Regions from separate parts of the Macaca mulatta genome. Here all the other regions are linked to region 2. The links are chromatin contacts, called in public Hi-C maps. All regions are on one chromosome and are shown on one strand. Each heading gives the region's core, a stretch centred on a gene start, on an enhancer-like site or on the middle of the called end of the contact. The rest is flanking DNA. Distances are from core to core; before and after follow the strand shown.

Evidence for each region. A called contact is a pair of places that touch in the nucleus more often than the background predicts.
Region 1: a contact with region 2 is called in a Hi-C map of fetal cortex germinal zone, with 3 times the contacts expected there. The contact joins the enhancer-like site here to the promoter of RWDD4 in region 2. A contact is called at or near these places in 6 of 14 Hi-C or Micro-C datasets (CD4 T cells, blood, cortical neurons and 3 more).
Region 3: a Hi-C map of fetal cortical plate shows a contact between it and region 2, with 2.6 times the contacts expected there. The contact joins the promoter of ING2 here to the promoter of RWDD4 in region 2. A contact is called at or near these places in 4 of 14 Hi-C or Micro-C datasets (CD4 T cells, fetal cortex germinal zone, fetal cortical plate and 1 more).

The regions. Positions count from the first base shown.
Region 1 is chr5:191,918,455-191,921,649 of T2T-MMU8v2.0, reverse strand. No RefSeq gene overlaps it. Among named protein-coding and RNA genes, the nearest start is that of CDKN2AIP, 28 kb to the right of the region's middle. Within about 2 kb of position 1,474, at least 3 of the 40 cell types and tissues checked have an H3K27ac peak or open chromatin away from gene starts, as enhancers often do. A contact at or near this core is called in CD4 T cells and fetal cortex germinal zone, where this site is marked.
Region 2 is chr5:192,098,299-192,101,303 of T2T-MMU8v2.0, reverse strand. RWDD4 (RWD domain containing 4) reads left to right here and starts at 1,588. Exons shown (of 8, transcript NM_001257574.1): 1 at 1,588-1,807. The coding sequence starts at 1,784. TRAPPC11 (trafficking protein particle complex subunit 11) reads right to left here and starts at 1,446. Exons shown (of 31, transcript XR_013417390.1): 1 at 1,292-1,446.
Region 3 is chr5:191,950,029-191,953,072 of T2T-MMU8v2.0, reverse strand. ING2 (inhibitor of growth family member 2) reads right to left here and starts at 1,765. Exons shown (of 2, transcript NM_001193975.2): 1 at 1,392-1,765. The coding sequence starts at 1,563.

The sequences.
Region 1 (3,195 bases), core at 225-2,724, 180 kb after region 2:
AGGTGGGCGTGGTGGCGGGCACCTATAATCCCAGCTACTCGGGAGGCTCAGGCAGGAGAATCGCTTAAACCCTGGAGGCAGAGGTTGCAGTGAGCCAAGATCGTGCCACTGCACTCCAGCCTGGGCGACAGAGCCAGAATCTGTCTCAAAAAAAAAAAAAAAAAAAAAAAAAAAGAGGAAGGAAAGTCTGCTACATGCTATAACATGGATAAACCTTGAAGATATTATGCTAAGGAAAATAAGCCAGCCACAAAAGGACACCTATTGTATGATTCCAGTTATTTGAGGGACATGAAGTAGCCAAATTCATAGAGTGCAGAATGATGGTCACCAGGGCGGATAGGGAAGGATGCAATTGGAAGTTATTGTTTAATGGGCCGAGAGCCTTAGCTTGGGAAGATAAAAAGTTCTGGAGATGGATGGTGGTGATGGTTGCACAACAATTTGAATGTACATAACACGGCTGAGTTATATACTTAAAATGGTAACTTTTGTTATGTATGTTTTACCACAATTTAAACAAAAAATATTGAGCACCTGTTATGTGCTAGTCACTGTTGAAAAAGACAGTGAGGTGCCTGAGCTCATGGAGCTTCCATTCTGCTGAAGGAAATAGACAGTAAGTGAGATAATTATGAAGGAAATAAAGAGGGTGATTTCGTGACATAGTAACTAGAGAGGGGAATATTTACTCTAGGTAGTGGTGTTGGAGATGAGATTTAAGGGATGGGAATGAGCCTCTAAAGGCATTCCAGATAGAGGATGCAGCAAGTATGAAAGTCCTGAGGAAGGCAAAGACTGAGGATGAGAAAAGAGGCCAGGAGGTTCAAGAAGCAGACACACGGCCTGGAATCTTTTGTTGTGCAAAGAAGAGAAGATGGTGGGGCAGATCAAGGGGTTGACAAACTTTTTCTGTAAAGGACCAGATGATAAATAATTTAGGCTTTTCAGGCCAAGAGAAAAAAAAAAAAAAGAAGGAAAAATGAAATTTACATAATGACACTGGTAGGAAAAAAGTCTGACATAGTGTCTATAATTTTGAGAAAGGAGTGACCAGTAGTGACAATTTTTTGTTCCACTTAGGAAATGATCAGAGCCTCACCTGAACTATTATCCATCCCAAAGTGGGATTCTTAAAAGGAGGAGGGCCTAGAAGTGAGAAAGAAGTGAAAAATATATTTGTTGAAAGGCCAACATGGGTGTTTGGAAGAGAGGTAATGCTAATGAGGTATTCGTAAAATTGGAGGTAGGCAACTTTGCTTTTGATACCCGTCATCACCATTCCATTGCCCCCGTAAATGTAAATTCCTCAGGTGTTTGGCACATACGATATCCAATACGTATTTGTGGAATAAGGTAACTTTTTCCTTCTTTTTGTTTATTCCCTGAGAAATAAGTGCCCTGGTGCTGCCCCCTGGTGGCTAAAGGATCCCTTCACTGGGAGCCTAAACCCTCCTTGGTAATGCTGTGGGCTGGGAACCACGGCTCTGTGTGACTGCAGTTCCCCTTCCTCACAAAGGATATTAAGGATGTTAAAGGGTATTAGTGGTATAGATAAGAGAAATACGTTTTTCTTTCTTTTAAATGTCATATTTGATTTTTAAAAACTTTATCCAAGTGGGTCTGAAAGTCTTAATAAAAATGCCTACGAATAAAAGGGTTACATGGACATGTGCGAGAATAGTTCCTCCTCCTTCCATTTAAAACAAACAATTCCTTTTTAGCCAAACTTCCTTTTTACAAAACCACTATATTTAGCTTTCCCTTCTTGAGATGAATCTTTCTTTTCCATAAAATTTTAAAACAAAATAAGTAACTGGCGGCCGGGCGCGGTGGCTCAAGCCTGTAATCCCAGCACTTTGGGAGGCCGAGACCGGCGGATCACGAGGTCAGGAGATCGAGACCATCCTGGCTAACACGGTGAAACCCCGTCGCTACTAACAATACAAAAAACTAGCCGGGCGTGGTGGCGGCGCCTGTAGTCCCAGCTACTCGGGAGGCTGAGCCAGGAGAATGGCGGGAACCCGGAAGGCGGAGCTTGCAGTGAGCTGAGATCCGGCCACTGCACTCCAGCCTGGGCGACAGAGCGAGACTCCGTCTCAAAAAAAATAAAAAAATAAAAAAAATAAGTAACTGGCTTAAGCCAAAATTGGGATTTAATATTTTATTTTATTTTGAGACGGAGTTTCGCTCTTGTTTCTCAGGCTGGAGTGCAGTGGCGCGATATCGGCTCACCGCAACCTCCGCCTCCTGGGTTCAAGCAATTCTCCTGCCTCAGCCTCCGGAGTAGCTGGGATTACAGGCACCTGCCACCATGCCGAGCTAATTTTGTATTTTTAGCACAGACAGGGTTTCACCATGTTGGTCAGGCTAGTTTAGAACTCCCAACCTCGTGATCCGCCCACCTCGGCCTCCCAAAGTGCTGGGATTGCAGGCGTGAGCCACTGCGCCCGGCCGGGATTTAATTTTTTAAGGGTGGTCTCAGTAGATGGAATTAAATTAAGGTTGTAAATAGACTTAAATTACTGTTATTGGCAATGTTGAATAGTAAGGTTACTAAAACCATAAATCAAAGCAATATTAATAAAAATCAATTCTAAAACACAATTTTATATTACTTTGAAAAACATTTTCTTTTCTTTTCTTTCTTTCTTTTCTTTTTTTTTTTGAGACAGAGTCTCGCTCTGTCACCCAGGCTAGAGTGCAGTGATGCAATCTTGGCTCACTGCAAGCTCTGCCTCCCAGGTTCACAAGATTCTCCCGCCTCAGCCTCCCGAGTAGATGGGGCTACAGGCGCCCACCACCATGCCTAGCTAATTTTTTTTTTTTGTAGTTTTAGTAAAGACGGGGTTTCACCATGTTAGCCAGAATAGTCTCGATCCCCTGACCTCATGATCCGCCCGCCTCAGCTTCCCAAAGTGCTGGGATTACAGGCGTGAGCCACTGCACCCGGCTGAAACATATTTTCTATTGAGTGACATTATCAGACCCACATATAAGCCCAGCCATTACAAAATGATTGTTTCTTGATCTTTTTTATAGGCCTGTTTAGGCATAAAATATTACTTTTGAGATTAACAATAAAGAATAAAATTTACCTCTTAAGTGGATACCTGTGTTTAGTTTTGGTAGCACAGATACTGGATCCTGGGATGAATTTGGGATAAACACCGACAGATTTCATTTTCAATTGAA
Region 2 (3,005 bases), core at 339-2,838:
ACAACGACAACAAAAAGCAGGTGACCAAAATACAATACGGGCACCTTTGCTTAATATGAGTCTAGACTAGAGGCCATTTCCTGTAATAACTCCAGAGGCCCAAAAGACATAGCTGTGGTCTTTGAATATGGAGCTGAAATAAGAGGAACTAAAAATGACTGTGTCATCCAATACAAATACGAGTCACATAAATAAATTAAAATTTTCTAGCAGTCATATTAAAAAGTAAAATGTGGATGGAATTCATTTTAATAATATTCAACTTAAGGCAGTACAGTATGTCCAAAATATTATCATACTGACACTAATATAGAAGTTAATGACATATTTTACCTTTTTTTGCACTGAATCTTCAAAATCTGGTGTGTATTTTACACTCACGGCACAACTCAATTCAGACTAGCCTATTTCAAATGCCTGATGTAGCTACCGGCTACAGAACTGGACAGCAGAGATCTAAATTATGGGAAATCTGTTCCAAAATCACGGCATGAAAATTGTAACAGAAATTATTGCCACGTTCTCCCATGGCACTTGAAATGGTCGTGCTTATTTTGCAGCAAAGGAATTTGAATGAGAACACCGATACGCACAGGCGCAGATTGAAAGGATCTCAATGACAGGCTGGAAGGAGAAATTTTCAGCTATCCTGGAAGAAGCCAGTGGAGCAACCAACGAAACTATACATGAAAGGAAGCGCAACTATAGAAGGTGAATAATGAATGGGAGATCCAGTAATGCAAGGGAAGTAAACTGGAAACTAGCGTGAGAGGTAAGAAAAGTGGCCCAATCAAACTGGGAACTAAAAAAACCCTAAAACCTAATGTGGTTGCTTTTTTTTCCTTTTAACTAACTGGAAGTTCAGGGTGTAGGACACAAGGCTCCTGAGAATGGGATTGAGAGATGTTCAACTACAAAACGAACAAAGGAGGAACGACAGTGTGGGGACGAAATGATATTTCGATGTTAAAGATGAGAAAAAAACAACCCAACCTAGGAGAAACACCGCCCCCCTGGTCGCAGTATCTGCTCTGGTAGCTCCGGTGAGGAAAGGCAGAGGAATAACATTGCAGTCCCTAAAGGCAGATATCTTCCTCCTCTTATTCCCCTGTCTTAAACCTGGGAGGCCCCAGAAATGGGTGCGTCTTTCCTTGGGTCTAAAAGAGAAGTGCCAGGATTGCACTCGTCGACGGGATTGCAAAACGCAGGCCCCCAAACCAGCATTGTTAAGAGCTAGCTCTCTTCCTCGGCGATCCCGCCTGGCCCCGCGGGTCTCCCGGCCCGGACTCACCCAGGCCCCACGCCCCGGGCCCGCTGCAGCTAAGGCCTGTCGCCGCCAGCCGGGACAAGACGAGGGGAGGCGGGGGGATGTCACAGAACGCCGGGGCCCGTCCCCACCGCTGCAGCCCCACAGCCAGCTCCAACAGGCGAGACTTCCCTGTACCCACCTCCCCCAGCACAGGAAGCACTTTCTGGGCCTGAGTGACAGCGCTCTACACCAATCGCTGTCCCGGAACTTTACGCCGCTCCTCCGAGCGTCAGGAAGACGCTGCACTTCCAGGCCCCACCAGCCGCGGCTCCTGCCCCGAGCCCACAGCCCACTGCCGGCGGCTGGGCGCTGCCGAGGCCCGGGGCGCACGCGATTGGCGTCTGCCAGTGCGAAGACTGCCGCCGCCACAACCGAGGCGCCAAAGGGGGACGCCCGGCCTGTGGGCCGCTGCCCCCGCTGTCTCTTCGTTGTTGGGAAAGCCGTCCGCTCAGGAGGCGCCCCGCGACCGGCGCGATGAGTGCCAACGAGGACCAGGAGGTGAGCCACCCGGCTCAGGGCCCTCTCCCAGCGCGGGCGCGGCGCGCAGCCCCGGGGACCGGTGAGACCTGGTGCCCGGACGGGCTGCCCGGCACGTGCCCTGCGCCCTCGGAGCCGGCCGGGGTGCCCCGAGTTCACCGGGGTCCCACCCAAGCGCGCGTGAATGGGCAGGAGTCCGCCTCTGCCTCTCTTCCCCCCTCATTTTTCATGTTTGCAAATCCTAGAGTCTCCCCTAGTTTCCTTGATAACAGGGATGAGCGTCCTTGGTGCACGATCCAGTGCTCTTGGCTCTCCTTGAATCCCATGTGTTCAGTGCCTGTTTACTGAGTTAGGCTGATCACCTTTAAATTTTAGTCTGGTCACCTTTTTAAATCTCTTGGCTAGTAGAGGGCTAATTAAGTTAGTTACATTTCTCATGGAAGAAAATGACGTTAATGGTGCTTCTGTCCATATTGTTTGGGGAAATCTTTTACCCTTGTGTTTTGAGCATTCATGTACCACCTGAACTTACAGTTTATGCTCAGATATTTCCTGGTGAGATGCCATTTTGACATTGAATCATGCAATATTAGAGTTGGGGGTGGGTGCCACAGGCCATCTGTAGGGGAACCTTCTAACTTTGATAGGTAGGTAGATGATAGCCGCAGGGCTGCACGGTAAGTATGTGGTAGAATCGGGACTAGAAACCAGGTTTTACTGGGTGGTAGATAAGTTCACTGTTAATTTAAAGTATAATGCTTGAAACTTACTACTTTTACATGATAAATGTAATAGAATCTCTGGATTGGAAGGTAACCTTTAAAGAACCCAAAGTTCAACAAGCTAGCTAGCTGATATCTGAATCTCTTCTAAAATATTCTTGCCAGGTAAATTTCTAAGTGAATGCATTAATAGCTTTGTCTCCCTGCAAAGCAAAGAACATACAGTGTAATATTTCTCAGAGTTTGACCAGAGTTCCCTACCTTAGAACCATTTAGATCGTTGCTAGAAAACAAGATGCCTGCACTCCACCCCAGACCTACTGAATCAGAATTTCTGTGGTGGGCCCAGGAATCTCCAGTTTGACAGGAAAATTTCATTCTTCTTTCAGATGATCGATGTTCTGATCTTTGAAGATAGTTTCCTGCCCAGTTTCTCAGACCTCTTCTCAGATGAAGTGGTTCCTTTTAGCTTGTCTTCATATATCCATTCTTTGTTA
Region 3 (3,044 bases), core at 516-3,015, 150 kb after region 2:
ATGGATTCAGAAAACACAAATTTATCAACTAAAAAAAATCAGAGACACTTATGTCACCCAAGAAGTGGATTCCTTTAGAGACTTTTAAACTACAGGATTACTGACGTGTTTACAAAAACAGAGAATGGGTCCAGGAAATTATCTTTAAAGTTCATATGGCTGTTTCCATACTATGTTCAAGGTCTGTTCCTCGATTCAAGGTTATTAAGCGCAACACATTTCCCCTTTTAAACTGCCCTCCTAGTAGCACCACCGATAGTAGGTGATAACACTGTAAGGAAGGTCGGATTCTGTCCCGGCTTCCCGGGTCGGCCCGTAAAGGGTGGTTTCGCCTTAACACTTAAAAGTCGGAGAAGGAGGGGCTTGGGGACGCCAGGCGGTTGCCCAGTCAACCAACCCACTTCCTCCTGAAGCCCGGAAGTGACACATGTCCCGGAACCTACGCGGAGCCAGGGTCCGAGACCCTCTGAGCTGCTAATCTCCGTCCTGATCCATTGGTTGGGAAAGAGATTGGAAACATCACCGCAAAACATGCTGCAAACCCCGACTCGGACTCCGCTGGGGCCGAACCAACGCCCTCGCACAGCCTCGACTCCCTCCCCAGCAGCCGGCTCGCCGCCGCCCCTCTCGCAACCAGCCATTTTCCAGGCCCGCGGGAACGCGCGCCGCGCCCCGCCCACTCCCACGTCACACCCGCAGGCCCCGCCCCCGGCGCGGGGGCCCTCCCCGCCACACACGCCCCTCTCTTCCTCTCTCGCGGGGGACCCCTCCCCTCTTAACCATTTTGCCGAAAGAGCTGGGCTAGGGCTGCGGCTCGGGGCGGCCGAGAACTTTCCCGGGGCAGAGAGCGGAACGGACTGCTCTCCTCCCGGCCGGGGTAGGAGCGCGGAGGAAGGCCCCCTCAATCTGCCTCCGCGGCCTCTCGCCCCCTCCCTCCCGCACGTTCCAAAGCACCCGCACTCCGGGGTGGGGGCGAGTGAGGTGGGGAAGTGCGCCCCGCAGACCAGCGGGAGCCCGGCCGCTCACTCCCTCTGGCCCTTGCCCGGCTGCAGTCCTGGGCCGGGGCGGCAGGGTCTGCGGCACGGGGCAGGCGAGCGCCTGAACAAATGCTTGCTGCTTAAAATGGCTGATTCCCCTCCGCGGCAGCTGCAGCCGCTGGGTCTGCAGCGGGGGCTGACGAACAGCCCCCACCCCCACTCCGGGGACCCCAGAGAAGTACTCGCCCACCGCGGGGCAAGGAGGGCCGCGAACCCAGTCTCCAGTCCTCCCCGTCCCGCTCGGCAGACCCTCGGTGGGCTCGGGGAGACTGTCACGGGAGAAAGGGAAGGTGGCACTGCCCCGGCAGGCTCCCTGCCACCGGCTCCCGAGGCCGGCAGCCCCGCGGCCCCTACCTTGATATTTGTTGTCCAGCTCTCGCAGCACAGACACGTTCCTCTGCATGTCGTGGGGCAGCGACTCCACGCACTCAAGGTAGTCCTGCACGTAGCAGGTGAGCAGCCGGCTCCGCTCCCCGGTCAGGAGCGCGGCCGACGAGTACAGTTGCTGCTGCTGCTGCCCTAACATCCTGCCGATGCGCGCCGTCGCCGCCGCCTCCGCATCCAGCAGCCGCACATGCACCGGCCGCGGCCGCCGCGGTCCCTCAGCTCAGCAGCCCGGCGCCGCGGGGACCCCGCAGCCGCTCGAGAGGGCACGGCCGCGCTCCCCGATCTCCACTCCCCCCAGAGCAGCCCTCACTCCCCGCCCCCGCAGCACCAGCCCAGGGGCGGGGCGAAACTGGGGCTCCCTCCTTTCTCCCCTCCCGCTCCAGGACCGGAGCAGTGGGGATCCCCTCGGCGGGGCCGGCGCCGGGGTCCCGGACGCTGACACTTCCTGTCCCCCTCGGAGTCCCCAGATGCTACCAGTGCCGTCTCGCAGCCCGGATCCCCATGACAAGCCCGTCGCCGCCTGCCTGTCCCCAGTCACCCTCCGTGCCTGACGGGGAGCCTCCCGCTGGCCTGCCCCCGCCCCTCCGCCCGCGGCCGCCTCTGCGCCTGCGCAGCGCTCGATCCCAATAAGGCCGGGGCCCGCCCCTACCGCCTACCGGAGGGTTCGCATTCTCCCGCCTTCGCTTTGCCGCCCGGGCGATTGGTCTGCCGGCTCCGGGCTAGGGGGGGAGGGTGTCGGGGGCGGCCAAACGGCAGGCCTCGCCCCGCCCCCCTTAAAGGGGAAGCCTGGGGAGCCAGTCTCTGCGCCCCGCGTCTGAATGGGACCCGGCAGGGGAGGCGGCTCGGTCCTTCCGGCCGCCCTCCCCGCGGGGAGGGGCAGCTCCGCCCGGCCACACCGGCTTTTTACCCATCCGGCGGTCCGAGTGCGGCTCCTCGCGCCCCTGCAAAGGAGCAGCAGGCGGTTCCTTTTTTTCGGACGACCCGGAGCGAGGCCTGCAGGACTGCGCGTCCCGGCGGGCAGCGGGCGGCAGGCGGCAGGCGGCGGGCGTCTCCCGGCATGCGCGGCAAGGCGTTCCCGCCGCCTCCGAGCTCGCCTGGGGCTGCCGCCCGCCTCCTGCCGGGCCCTCGGGCTCGTCCGGCACCGCGGGGCTGATCGGGGAGGTAGGCGGTGCTTCCTCCGGCCCCCGGCGTCGTGTGCCCTGCGGGTTTCGTGGCCCTTCCCCTGCGCTGGAATCTTCTATGTCATTTAGGGGGAAGGGATGCGGGACGGCATCTGCCTGCCAACGCATAGGTCCCACAGACAGCCTTTAAAAACAACTGCGTTTGGGGTGTGTCAGAACATTTAAACACAGGACGTCGGCGGGGCTTCCTGGCGGAGTGGGGCACACGCCAGCTTTACGGGACTTTTTGCTTGGTCCTGCCCCAGGACTACAATCGGAGGGGACCTGGGGCATGCAGACGCGAGTAAAAACCTAGTCAGCGGGCGGGCCCTTGGCCCCGTAATCTACGTGATCTCCTAGTGGGGTTTAATTTCGGTGTAGTGTAAACGAGATGCCAAGCAGAGGAACTGATTTTAATTTCATATGGACTTTTTTGAAAGAAATGGGTGCAAATAGAATG